Linked DNA regions of Mus musculus: region 1 is linked to region 2. A link is a contact called in public Hi-C data. All regions are on one chromosome and are shown on one strand. The core of a region is the stretch at or near the end of the contact, and the rest is flanking DNA. Distances in the headings are between cores, read along the strand shown. Region 1 has its middle 97 kb from the start of Aard. Region 2 overlaps Gm34678 (a long non-coding RNA gene).

What was found. A called contact is a pair of places that touch in the nucleus more often than the background predicts.
Region 1: a contact with region 2 is called in a Hi-C map of the G1E-ER4 cell line, with 4 times the contacts expected there. The contact joins two enhancer-like sites. A contact is called at or near these places in 1 of 15 datasets of contacts at CTCF or cohesin (the NIH/3T3 cell line), 10 of 484 Hi-C or Micro-C datasets (the G1E-ER4 cell line, the STO cell line, colorectal tumor organoids and 5 more) and 1 of 9 other capture datasets (embryonic stem cells).

What each region holds. Positions count from the first base shown.
Region 1 is chr15:52,134,813-52,138,526 of GRCm38.p6, forward strand. No RefSeq gene overlaps it. Among named protein-coding and RNA genes, the nearest start is that of Aard, 97 kb to the left of the region's middle. Within about 2 kb of position 2,254, at least 1 of the 459 cell types and tissues checked has an H3K27ac peak or open chromatin away from gene starts, as enhancers often do. A contact at or near this core is called in the G1E-ER4 cell line, where this site is marked.
Region 2 is chr15:51,909,998-51,913,922 of GRCm38.p6, forward strand. All of the region lies in intron 1 of Gm34678 (a long non-coding RNA gene), which reads right to left. Among named protein-coding and RNA genes, the nearest start is that of Gm34678, 6.5 kb to the right of the region's middle. Within about 2 kb of position 1,559, at least 1 of the 459 cell types and tissues checked has an H3K27ac peak or open chromatin away from gene starts, as enhancers often do. A contact at or near this core is called in the G1E-ER4 cell line, where this site is marked.

The DNA of each region.
Region 1 (3,714 bases), core at 1,004-3,503, 230 kb after region 2:
ATAGGCAAGAGGTATCAAATTTCCCAGGAACATCAGTTAGAGCAGTGATAATGGTTGTTAGCTGCTAGATGTGGGCGCTGGAAATAAAACTCAGGTCCTTTGGAAAAGCAACATCTGCTCGTGATCAACGAGCCTTCCCTCTAGACCAGTGGTTCTTAACCTGTGGGTTTACCACCCCTTTGCGGGTTGAATGAACGTTTCACAGGAACCTCACATTAATTATCCTGCATATCAAACATTTCTATTACAATTCATTAACAGCAAAATTATAGTTATGAAGTAGCAATAAAATCGCTTTATTGTTGGGGCTCACCGCAGCATGAGGAACTGTATTAAAGAGTCACAGCATTAGGAAGAGTGAGAACTCTAGACTATTTTGTGCATTTTTAACATGGCAAAACTTTTAACAACCATATACGTGCTTACCTGTTAGATTTTGTTTTAAAACTAAAAAATTTAGACTCTCTTTAAGAAAAAATTCAAACCCTTGATTTGGATGATCACGTTTTCCATGAAGGCTATCGGGCTCTAGGATCAGGAGCCATCTGATTTTTTCTTTTTTCTTTTGCTTTTTTCCCCTTCTGTCTTTAGACTTCATTATAGTGCTTGGCATAATTGAAGTTTAAACATTAAAAAATTGCTTAATTTATTTAAGGACTAATGCTCAAAGTTCCATGGGTTTATTTTTTAGACTAACATATATATTTTTTTCTGGTAGTAATTTTGTTTTCATTTCATATGAAAATGAAGCAGCCACTGGCTTTGAATACATTCCGTATCCATCCTCTGCTCTATTCTCTTGCAGGGAGCCCACATTGTTTAAGGAGCTGTATGGGTCCAGATCCTCTTTCCCAATTTTTTTATTTTAGATTTTTTATTAGATATTTCCTTCATTTACATTTCAAATGCTATCCGAAAGTCCCCTATACCCTCCCCAACCCACCCACTCCCATTTCCTGGCCCTGGCATTCCCCTGAACTGTGGCATATGATCTTCGAAAGACCAAGGGCCTCTCCTCCCATTGCTGGCCTACTAGGCCATCCTGTGCTACATATGCAACTAGAGACATAGTTCTGGGGGTGGGGGTACTGGTTAGTTCATATTGTTGATCCTCCTATAGGGTTGCAGACCCCTTTAGCTCCTTGGGTACTTTCTCTAGCTCCTTCATTAGGGGCCCTGTGTTCCACCCAAATAGATGACTGTGAACATCCACTTCTGTGTTTGCCAGGCACTGGCATAGCCTCACAAGAGACAGCTATATCAGGGTCCTGTCAGCAAAATCTTGCTGGCATATGCACTAGTGTCTGGGTTTGGTGGTTGTATATGTCTTTCCCATTTTCTTTGCTGATTTCTGCCAACATTTAATCACAAGAGGACACTAAATGCTGTTTTCATTCCTCGATGACTTCAGGCACATGTTTGCATGAAAGGATGCATTTCTGTTCCTTTCCTGCTTGCTCCAATAAAATAACCTGAAGAAGGAGCTTAGGGAAGGACGTGTTTGCTTGGCTCACGATTCCAGGTCATGCTCTATCATGATAGTTAAGTCAGGAGCAGCAGGAACTCAGGACAGCTGCTCACCCTGTATTCATAGTAAAGAAGAGCGACAGATGAAGATCATTTCTCCTTTTTATTCAGCTGGGGATCCGGGCCACAGGAATGGTGTTGCCTACATTCAGAGGGGGTCTCCCAAGCTCAGTTGACCTACTCAAGACAATAACTCATGGCATGTCCAGAGATTGATTCTATCTTGAAAGTCCCTCACAAGTGTGCCCATAGGCTTGTCTTTTAGGTGACTTCAGATACGGACAAGTTGAATACCAATGTTAATGATCACAGGGTGGTTGCACTATCTGTTTACTGTTTGTATTTCATTTTTTTTCTCTTCCATGAGCTTGGGACCAAAATTAGACATAACAATAATCTTATCATTCTGCACAGGGAGCTGGTACAAAGTGTGTTCCGTTAACTAAAAGATTAAAAAACATGATGAAGTATGTACAGTTGTTTGCTGGGATAAAGTGTTAGAAGACTATTTTAGACACAGAGAGCACCATAAACTAAGATACTGAGTGAGAAGACTCGCTTGAAGAACTGCAGTTAGTATGGTTGAAATGTTAAGGACACAGCTGGGCAGAACACAGCAGATAAGGCCCAGGAAGTGGGTCCAGCTGCTTGAGATGTGGGCACACACACACTTTCAGGTTTTGTCCAGCAGGCTAAGGTTTCAGTCACTTACAAAGGCCAGGCAGTAAGACTAGTACCACGTACAAGGTGATTGAAGACAATTGTTAGTCGTCTTTGTGCAAGAGGGCAGTCCTAGGAGGAAGGGTTCTGGTGAACTGAAAAGAGCTTATTTAGAGCTAATTTCTGTAACTTAGCTTCTAACTATTGGGGAGCAGAAATATTTTCTAAATGTCTCATAAATTAGTCCTATACTTCCCTATAAATAAAACAAGATCATTTTGGTAGTCTATGTCCTCCAGTAAAAAGTGAATATAGTGATATACAACAAAGAATAATATATGCTAAGTAATAAATACTTCATGAAATTGCAAATCATAAAATTAGGGTAATATAAAATAATTGCATGGATAGGAGCAAAATGTCACATCATACATTATTATGGAGCTTCTTGAAATTTGACAACTTCTCATTAATGACTGAGTATAACATACACATATATACATTCATTCATCATACATACATACATACATATGTGCCTATGTGTGTTACTACTACACTAATGTGCAGTTACAGGGACTTAAGAACGTTACCATTCTGGGAAGCACACAGAAATTAATAGCAATTTTAATTCTTAGGAAAGGAATTTGTCAGAAAAACTATAAAGACCGGAAATTCATAGTTTAAAATGCGATCTTAGGAACAATAAGCTACAGGGTTGTGGCTTTTACTGCAGTGTGCTTTTGAGACTCTAGTTACACAGGTTTTTATCAGGCTTCGTTTAAAAGGAGAAAGGGGTTCATTAGCCAATTAGCTGGGGACATGGTTGGGTTAAACAAAATTAACCTTTAAAAAAAAAAAAACCAAACCCAACCAAACCAAAAAATAAAAAAACTCTAAAACTTTTCTCAGGATTTGTGCACATTGTGTGCCTTCCAAACTGGTTCTAGTAATTAGCATTTTCAAAGTTATTCTTAGAATTATGAACACAGACTTTTATTAATGAGTTTGTCAAATGATTAATGTTTCCTGTCTACATATTGGGTAGATGATTTTTTTTTTGCAGAGCTAAACATGTTACAAAATGTGTTTTGAGTGAATGAATGAATGAATGAATGAATGAACTGCTCCTCTTCTCCAGCCAGCCAAAGAACAGGCAGCAGAAGCCCAAATATCTGGTTCCATTAACATTCCTCTGGCCCATGCTTTTCTATGATACAGGGTTGGCTGGTGTTGTATCCCTAGGCACATAATCTGCTTTTTCCTGAGGAGCCCCCAACTCTTATGATTACTTCTAATATGGCAGTAGTACCACTCTACATCTGCCTGACCTTCTGGTGTCTTTGCAGCTAATCTTATTTCAGTGGTAGATGCTTCTGTGCTGCCAACCCGAGGGACGCTCTTCTTGGGAAGAGACAATGGAAGAATGGCCTCAGAATTGAGACTACAGAGAGAACACCTGGCCATCTGCAGTTGCCTGTTTCTATGAAAGAGCTCGTTAGACTGTATTCCTCATCTCCTCAGGACTAT
Region 2 (3,925 bases), core at 309-2,808:
TGGTGTTAGTCCATGAGCCTTCTGGAGATGGGTTTCAGTGAAACAGATCTCTTTATTGGGCTGAACAAGGGCTATATAAATCTAGGGGAGTGAATAGGGGTTTGGGTGGGTGAGTATATATTATTGGCTGGTGCCGAGGTGCTGGGAATGGTCCATTTGCACGAACAGGAAATCGGGGTGCTTGCTGGGCACGTCTTTACAAGGCAAGAAGAAGTTGAACCTTTAATCTGGCCACCAGGTAACCTGACTACCCCAGGGGTAGTGGAGGTGCAGGTTGTAAGGCTACATGTGCTGGGACATGCCGGCTGAGAGCAAGGAGGAAGCAGTCCTATTCCTGTTGGGTTTGGACACATACTGACCTCACTCTTGCTTTGGCCTGGCACCCCTGGTGGCACAGCGTTCTTCCTCCACATCTTAGTTTGGGTCTTAGTGCCATGAAGAATCACCATGTCTATGGCAACTTTTATAAAGGAAAACATTGCATTGAGGCTGGTTTACAGTTTCATCATGGCAGAAAACATCACAGCATGAAGACAGACATGGTGCTGGAGAAGGAGCTGAGAGTTCTACACCTGGATCCAAAGGCAACAGAAGGAGACTGGGCATAGTTTGAGCATAAGAGATCTCAAAGTCTGTCCCCATGATAGCACACCTCCTCCAACAAGGCCACACCTCCTCTAATAAGGCCACACCTCCTCCAACAAAGGCCACACCTCCTCTAATAAGGCCACACCTCCTCCAACAAGGCCACACCTCCTCTAATAAGGCCACACTTAATAGTGCCACTCCGTATGGGCATTTAAACACATGAGTCTATGAGGGCCATTTCTATTCAAACCACCACAAATGGTGCTCCTGGTAGGTCGACCATGCTCCAGTGGCTAGCCTCACACCAAGAGAATGAATTAAATAGATGGGCTATTTTTTTTTAATAAAAAGGAAAACAAAGAATTGAGAGGCATGGGGAGGTAGAGGTGGATCTAGGAGGAGTTAAGGGCAGGAGTTGGGGGCGAATATGGTCAAAATACATTGTATAAAATTCTCAAAGAATCAATAAAAATGTTTTTAATACAAATTGCAAAAAAGACCCCACCCCATAAACATGTATGCAACAAAAATTAAACAATAAAACCAAAATCTGCCCTTGATCTTGACTATTGGAACTGTTAGAATTTTGGGGTGTCAGGACTAGATATCATTTGAAGTTCAACAGAATTATAATATCTCACAAAAATGTAATAAAATTAAATTGTATAATATTAAAATAATTGTAATTACACAGTGTATACCAAAGACTCGTTTTTACATAATTTCCATTTTGTGCTGCTATGATAAAGGTACTTGCTACGGAGTCTGATAATTTGAGTTCAATTCCCAGGATTCTCTTGGTGGAAGAAGAAACTTACTCGTGCAAGCTGTTTGCTAATCTCAGTACCCACACATCGCTTGCGTTTTCATGTTCTCATCCAAGACCCCACAAAAAAAAAAAATAGGTGTTAAAAGAATTAATAAATTTCAAGCCAGTTGGTGGTGGCACACACACTTAATTCCAGCCCTTGTGAAGCAGAGCGAGGGTGATCTCTGAGTTCGAGGCCAGCCTGGTCTACAGAGTGAGTTTCAGGACAGACAGACAGTGCTACACAGGAAAACCTTGTCTCAAAAAAAAAAAAAAAACAACCCAAAAAATTAATAAATTTCAACTTTAATATTCAAATATCTTGTATCTTACATCTTGATGTTTGGTAGATGGCTTTTTGGATGGATTTGTAACCAAAGATTTATCATTAGATCTTTCATCCTTTGAGGTTCTTTCAACAATGCTGCCACATAAGGTTAGGTTTTATCTCCTTCAAAAATAAGAAATTACCTATCTGAACCTCACGGCATTTTTAGAGATACCTCATCTCCGCCCCTAGGGGGAGCTCCAGCCTCCCCTACGAATCGCCCTGTCACCATTCTCTTATTTGTAACTGTACATTCAAGACGAATTCAGAAGAATCTGCTAAGCGCAAATTTCAGAGTATATTTCTCGATGTATGGATCTTTTGACCCAACAGCCATCGCAAGACTTGTCCAAGGTTTCTGCTGTTTGGAATTATACCCACTAAAAGAGTCTCTGGTTGGATGTTGCCGTCCATATGAAGTGGACATGTTACTTAAGTTCTTAGCAGGTGCCAGGTGTAGTGATGGAGGCTTGGAATGGAGCAGCAGGCAAGTGATAGAAGTTGCATATTTCTTGACATATGCACGCTTGTGTGTTTTGCTAGCTCTGCCTTGGTCCATTGAAAGAAATCTTAAATAAAGGTCCAAACTTAGTAGGCTTGCTAAGCTTCCAGTTTCCTAGCAATGGAAGGTGTTCTAAGTCCTTACCGTTTTGGCAAGGATGGATACTTAAATATACATTGCCATTGGGGTTAGCTTGTATCGCGTATCTCCTGGCTCTCATACACCCTGGACAAAGCAAATTGGCTAGGGGGAGAGCATTTGTTCAGAAGAGCGCATCCTATGGGTTGGTGATATTGTGGTTTGTTCTAAGCTTTATTTAGCAGAGGCCTTAATCATCAACTTGGACCTATCATATTCACTCCCTTAGAGTTTTAACAGTGAGGTATTGTATTTGTTTGCCATAGCTGCTACACCAGGTATAAGAGACTATGTGGATTAAATAACAAATGTAATTTTCTTACAGCTCCAAGTGGTAAAAGTTTGACAACAAGATGTTAATAATGTTGGTGACTTCTGAAGCCTCTTCCCATGGCTTGCAGAGGGCCACCACCTCCCCAGGTCTTCACTTCCCTTTGTGTGCACCAATCATGTCAGATTTACACTCTTATTTTTTATAAGGACCATGTGTTAACTGAATCAACCCTTTAGAGACCCGGAGACCCTATCTGCAAACACAGCTACACTCTGAGGCACTGGGTTGAGGGCCTCAGCTTATGACCTTGCAGGAGTAACGATTCAGCCCATAGTAGACACAAAGAGAATGAGTCCCTTGGTGAAAAGTAGACATTGCCCTATATGAAGAGAGCGCCAAAAGAAGCGAGAGCTTTTATGAGTTGAAAATGATCAGGAGTGAATGTATAAGCCATGTTTTAAACCCATCTCAAACAGCCTTCTTTGAGTTAATACACATAAACTACTTGGTTTCCTGGCTTGGGCAAATCTATTGGCTAGAACCACAAAGGCACAAGCAACAGTAGGAAGTGTAGACAAGAGGGAGGTCAAACAGAAACACTTCTACAGACCAAAGGGTCAAATCATAATCAGACCTAGTTAAAAAACTCAACAGTAAGAAAACAAATCATTCCATTAAAAATGCAGAAAGTGGGCAGGAGAGATGGCTCAGTAATTAAGAGCGCTGGGTGCTCTTCTAAAGGATCAGATTTCTATTCCCAACTCCCACATGGCGGTTCACAACCTTAAGTAATTCCAGTTACAGAAGATCTGAAGCCCCCCCCCCCCTGGCTTCCTTGGGTACAAGGTACATCCACGATGCGTTTATATACACGCAGACAAAACACGCATACATAGAAGATAAGACACAAAACTTTATGGATGGACAAAGCATACGAAATGGCATTTATTCAGATGGCCAGCTGGCACATCACTAATCCTTAGGCAAAGGCAAATGAAGACAACCATAAGATATCACCCCGCAATGGTTAGAGAGGCTTTTATTTAAAAGATGAATGCTGGGCCCACTAGCTGATAGTAAAGGTGACTGCTTCCTACCCTAAGGACCTGAGTTCAAACTCTAGGCCTCGAATGACGGAAGGAAATGTATGCTTGTTGTGTGTCAGTTTCTTTGTGGATGGCTGCCTATATGCAGCGAGGGTAGGTACAAGACAAAGTGAGAGCCCGTGATTGGGCAGTGGAAAAAGAAGGGGACTGAGAATTTTAGAGTCTAGGACAGAGGGACAGA